2 separate regions of the Mus musculus genome follow, and region 1 is linked to region 2. The links are chromatin contacts, called in public Hi-C maps. All regions are on one chromosome and are shown on one strand. Each heading gives the region's core, a stretch centred on a gene start, on an enhancer-like site or on the middle of the called end of the contact. The rest is flanking DNA. Distances are from core to core; before and after follow the strand shown.

Region 1 (2,700 bases), core at 163-2,662, 190 kb before region 2:
TACTTATACCTGTAAAATTTTCAGTTTGGCTTTTTTTTAAAAGTATCTTAAAATGTGTATTTGCTTGAATGTATGGACTTATACACACATGACTTGTACCCACAGAGGCTACAAGAGAGCACCAGGCCCTGTGGGACTGGAGTTGTGAGCTGTCATGTGGGTGCTGGGAACCGAACCTGGATACTGAGTGAGATGAGTAGCCAGAGCTCTAACCACAGAGCCAGCTGTCTCCCCAGCCCTCCCCATTCTATAGCACCTGCCGCCTCAGTATCCCAAGAGATACGGTTGTAAGTCAGAGCGAGCAACTAACTCAGGTGACATTTCCCCAAAGTGCCTCCTCCCTCCGTCCAAGGTTTCAGGTATTTAGTTTTTTAAGATTTATTTATTTTATGTATATGAGTACACACTGTAGCTGTACAGATAGTTGTGAGCCTTCATCTGGTTGTTGGGAATTGAATTTAGGACCTCTGCTCTCTCAGGTTGGCCTCACTCGCTCATTATTATCACTGTAGCTGTCTTCAGACGCACCAGAAGAGGGCGTCAGATCTCATTATGAGTAGTTGTGAGTCACCACGCGGTTGCTAGGATTTACCCGCTGAGCCATCTCACCAGCCCCAAGGTTTCAGTTTTAATAGAGTTTGGAGTGGCATTATTGATAAGTAGGTAGAAAACTAAGCAGGAAAAAAGAGAGAAATTATAACCTGGGGGGGGGGGGACTGTACTAAAGAGAAATGTAACCCCACTACCCTAAATAGCTCAGTTGTAAACAACATTTGCATAGTCCTAAGAACATAAACACTAAGTACTCATTTAACCAGATGCCTATTTTGGGAGAAGGGGAAAAAGAAAGTGTCTGTTACAGGAGGGATGAGAGTTAACTCTTGTTCTTCCAAGTAACAAGCTAGGAGCCACAGTGCAGGGGGTGGGGGATGGGAGGGGAGGGGGAGGGGGATCCTCAGCTGTAAGGTGAGCAGGGCCTCAGGGCATCCCTCTGCGGAGTGACAGTGATGATGGCTGTAAATGTGGACATTTAAGGGACTCTGATTCCCTGCAGCCATAGCAAACCAGTGGGGACTGAATGGCAGCCGGTGTGGGGTGTGGAGTGGGTACAGGCTGAGCAGACGGGCCAGACTGGGCTGGCTCAGGAAGAGATGGGCTCAAGTTCCATGTCAGCAGGAGTCAGTCCATCTGGGGTAGAGGGCAGCCACAAGTCAAAGCAGGTGACACCCTCATGAGGTGCCAGTGTCCTGGTTCCGTGTAACCTGTAAAGCAGCCCTGACGGATGTGGGTGACTGGGAGGCAGGTTCCAGGCTCTAGCAAGATTTTTTTCCCCACTGCAGGACCCATCAGAGCCTTTGATAGGAGGATGGAAATAGACACCGAAAGACTTGGCAGTCAGGGGTGGACAGGATGCAGTGTTGAGCATGCGCACAAGACTCCATAGCGAGCAGAACACTGCGCCGGAGAGCTGACAGCACTGTCTAGCGGAGGCGTGGTGACTGGCATTAGCAGGAAAGGAATCTACTGTTTAGTTCCGGTGCTGAGCAAGCGCTCTGCCAGCCTCGGTGCTGCATCCCCAGATCTGTATTCTGATGCCTTCACCACCAATCACGAACACTCTCTCCAGCTGCTGGGGTCTAATTCAGGCTTCAACGCCAACAAATACTGTGAGGTTTGAGACAAGATGAGGGGAATCGTATAGGACTACAAAGAGAGACAGCTGGCTGTGAAATCCGCAGCCATCCAGCAGGGAGGTGGGGTCCAGAGACCTCACAGAACTGTGATGCTCACAGACCCACCCCAAACCAAGATTAAACCCACAGAGCCCTCCACCAGCCTGGAAATGATGGGGATGGCTGTAAAGGAGCCGGTGTGGGGTATGAAGCGCCTGTCTCCCACTCCCTTCCTTCAGGGCTTTCCCTTCAGGTTCTGTGGGCCTCTAGTGGGGTTTCCTGGGACTGACACTTCTCCATCCAGTTGCGGGAAGTCCCACTTGTCTGACTCCTCAAAGGACAGACTCCTCAAAGAAGCTACCAAAGGGGGCTGGCAAGATGGCTCAGTGGGTAAAGTGCCTGTCCCAGAAGCATGGGAACGTGTTCGTGGATCCTCAGCACACCCACAGAAAGTGGCTTAACCAAAGCCGCGTGTTCTCCTAATGCTGAGCATCTCTCAGCCTGACCCCCAGATTTCCCTGTTCACATTTTCTGCTCTCTAACATGGCCCTCTCTGAAGGGCTGCTGGCTTTCCACCAATGGGTTCCAGCAACTTCTGTCCTAGCCCTGTGAACTCAGCATGCTTTCACTCCATGTTACTAAAATTCACTGTCCTATTGATTATCCCACAATTAAAACCTTATCCTCGCCGGGCAGTGGTGGCGCATGCCTTTGATACCAGCACTTGGGAGGCAGAGGCAGGCAGATTTCTGAGTTTGAGGCCAAGCCTGGTCTACAGAGTGAGTTCCAGGACAGCCAGGGCTACACAGAGAAACCTTGTCTCGAAAAACAAAAAACAAACAAGCAAACAAAACAAAACAAAACAAAAAAAAACCTTATCCTCATCCCTTTATATTTCCCCTCAACCTTATTTTCCTACCCTGGCATAAGAACTCAAGATCTTTGTCCGTTGGCTATTTTGGAGTGTATCCGTTGGATAGAAATGTAGAAGCCACCCAGGTATTTTGTAGAGAACACAAAGTGAGCA
Region 2 (2,727 bases), core at 189-2,688:
GGACAGCCAGGACTACACGGAGAAACCCTGTCTCAAAAACCAAAACCACAGTCACCACCACCAACAACAAAAGCAAATGAAACAAACATGGAGACTGGAATAAGTGCTGTTTCACAGCAGAGCTGTAGACATGGAGGCTGGAATAAGTGCTGTCACGGCAGAGCTGTAGACATGGAGGCTGGAATAAGCGCTGTCACGGCAGAGCTGTAGACATGGAGGCTGGAATAAGCGCTGTCACGGCAGAGCTGTAGACATGGAGGCTGGAATAAGCGCTGTCACGGCAGAGCTTGTAGACATGGAGGCTGGAATAAGCGCTGTCACGGCAGAGCTGTAGACATGGAGGCTGGAATAAGCGCTGTCACGGCAGAGCTATAGACATGGAGGCTGGAATAAGCGCTGTCACGGCAGAGCTGTAGACATGGAGGCTGGAATAAGCGCTGTCATGGCAGAGCTATAGACATGGAGGCTGGAATAAGCGCTGTCACGGCAGAGCTGTAGACATGGAGGCTGGAATAAGCGCTGTCACGGCAGAGCTATAGACTCTCAGTCGCCTGGGACTCTGCTTCTGCATCTCTTGTCTCTGTTTAGCTGTTTTGCCTTGCTCGTGGAGATGTGTTGTGCCAGACTCCTGGGGACGGGAGTCTGCAGATCTGGTCCTTCCTCTCTGGCTGGGGGTGGAGGGTGAGGGGTGTCTTCTTCAGCCTTTGGAATTTCCTATCAATTGGGTGAAGCCTGGAACGGATGAAATTCAGGTTCAGCAGCTGTGGCAATAACCTCACAGGTGGTTGATGTTTAAAGTAGCTAATGTCACCCAAAGCAAATGTATTTGCGGGACCCTCTCCTCCATGGGCTGACTCTGCGAAGGCCACTGAAGCACGTCTCTGTGAGAATTTTAATGGAGAGGTCGCCCATTCACCCTTCCAGTTTATTAAACTTTTTTTTCTTTTATTTTCTTTTCTTTTTTCTCTTTTCTTTTCTTTTCTTTTCTCTTCTCTTCTCTTCTCTTCTCTTCTCTTCTCTTCTTTTCTTTTCTTTTCTTTCCTCCTTTCTTTCTTTTTGGTTTTTCGAGACAGGGTTGCTCTGTATAGCCCTGGCTGTTCTGGAACTCACTTTGTAGACCAGGCTGGCCTTGAACTCAGAAATCCACCTGCCTCTGCCTCCCAAGTGCTGGGATTAAAGGCATGCACCACCATGCCCGGCTTATTAAACTTTTTTATTCCTCTGATTGATGACTGAAGTCTCATGAGTCTGAGACTCTGCAGCCATTGCTCACCCAGGCCTTTTCAGGTCTGTGAGCACTCTGTCAACATAACCACAGGTCACATGTCTGGGTAAAAATGTACAAAAATAAGACTTAGCCACAAGCAGCAAATGGCTGTGTCTGCCCCAGCTTTCCTGCCTTACTTCCTCTTGTGTTGGGTGGTGGTGGAGTGGTCATGGGAGATTTTGAAGCAGGGACGTTCATCTGGGGGAGGATTGTGTTACTCACCCTGCTCATCCCTGTGACCACACAGTTGGCAGAAACAAGAGGAAGACGGCTTTACTGTGATCATGCTTTCCCGACAGCGAGTGTGTGTGTGTGTGTGTGTGTGTGTGTGTGTGTGTGCGTGTGGTGATAGTGATGGTGATGGTGATGGTGATGGGACGTTTGCAGTGGCTCCCACTGCGGCTGCTAGAAGGCAGGAGAGAGGAATGTAGGAAGGGGCCAGAGTAAGAAAGAGCCCCGAGGACACTGGTGGTTTGAATGTGCTTGCCCATGAAAAGTGGCTGTGCAGTGCCCAAGGACGTGGTGTGTCCTTGTTGGAGTAGGTGTAGACTTTTTGGAGGAAGTGAGTCACTATGGGGTGGGTTTTGAGGTCCTATGTTCAAGCTCTACCCAGTGGGGATAAGAACTTCTTTCAGCTGCCTGTGAAGAGAGTCCTCTCTCCAGGCTACCTTTGGATAAAGATGTAGAACTCTGGGCTTCTCCAGTACCATGCCTGTCTGCACACTGCCATGTTTCCTGCCATGATGATAATGGATTGAACCTCTGAAATTCTGAGCCAGACCCATTAAATGTTTCCCTTTATGAGAGTTGTCTTGGTCATGGTGTCTGTTCACAGTCATGAAACCCTAAGACGGACACGCCCCTAGAGGTCCTGTTCTTCTGGCTAGACCTCATTCCTGCCTCTACTGTTTTCTAAGAATGCTGCCATGTTATGAATCCATCAAGTAGTTAATCCCTGATTTTGCTCAGAACCCTTATGCTCTAGCTGTCTGTAAATATGGTCTCACAGACAGGCCCACAGGCATATTTGATAATTATGTTGGTTTAATCCAATATAAGTGATGATCAAGATTACCCATCACAGGGTTCCCTTAGTTATGGTTCCCTGGAATATATCCATATAGTGCAGATTATACATACATACATATACACATATGTGCATATATGTGTGTGCGTATGAGAATGTACATGTATACATGAGAATATGTGAGAGTGTATAAATGAGAATATGTGAGACTATTAACTTTTGTGAACATTTATTTCTACTTGGAATTTATCACAGACATGTGTTTTCTAACCCTCATGCATGGGTTAATTTTTGGCTCTATGCATCATGGCTGACAACCAACAACAGCACTGTGGGCCAACCTAACACCCTTTCCCCACATATCCAAGATACCCTGCTCAGAAAGGGCTGCCCAGTGGGGATGAGGTCCCTATGGTGTTCTTTTTTGGGGGGT

Evidence for each region. Hi-C and Micro-C count contacts between places; a contact is called where the count stands out from the background.
Region 1: a Hi-C map of bone marrow-derived macrophages shows a contact between it and region 2, with 32 read pairs. The contact joins two enhancer-like sites. A contact is called at or near these places in 2 of 15 datasets of contacts at CTCF or cohesin (the NIH/3T3 cell line and large pre-B cells), 63 of 484 Hi-C or Micro-C datasets (the 3T3-L1 cell line, the 63-12 cell line, the AML12 cell line and 41 more), 11 of 115 datasets of contacts at active chromatin or transcription factors (CD8 T cells, the HPC-7 cell line, bone marrow-derived macrophages and 4 more) and 2 of 9 other capture datasets (adipose tissue and liver).

The regions. Positions count from the first base shown.
Region 1 is chr14:61,326,654-61,329,353 of GRCm38.p6, forward strand. No RefSeq gene overlaps it. Among named protein-coding and RNA genes, the nearest start is that of Gm25716, 15 kb to the right of the region's middle. Within about 2 kb of position 1,413, at least 164 of the 459 cell types and tissues checked have an H3K27ac peak or open chromatin away from gene starts, as enhancers often do. A contact at or near this core is called in CD8 T cells, bone marrow-derived macrophages and regulatory T cells, where this site is marked.
Region 2 is chr14:61,517,468-61,520,194 of GRCm38.p6, forward strand. No RefSeq gene overlaps it. Among named protein-coding and RNA genes, the nearest start is that of 4930556J02Rik, 26 kb to the left of the region's middle. Within about 2 kb of position 1,439, at least 82 of the 459 cell types and tissues checked have an H3K27ac peak or open chromatin away from gene starts, as enhancers often do. A contact at or near this core is called in CD8 T cells, bone marrow-derived macrophages and regulatory T cells, where this site is marked.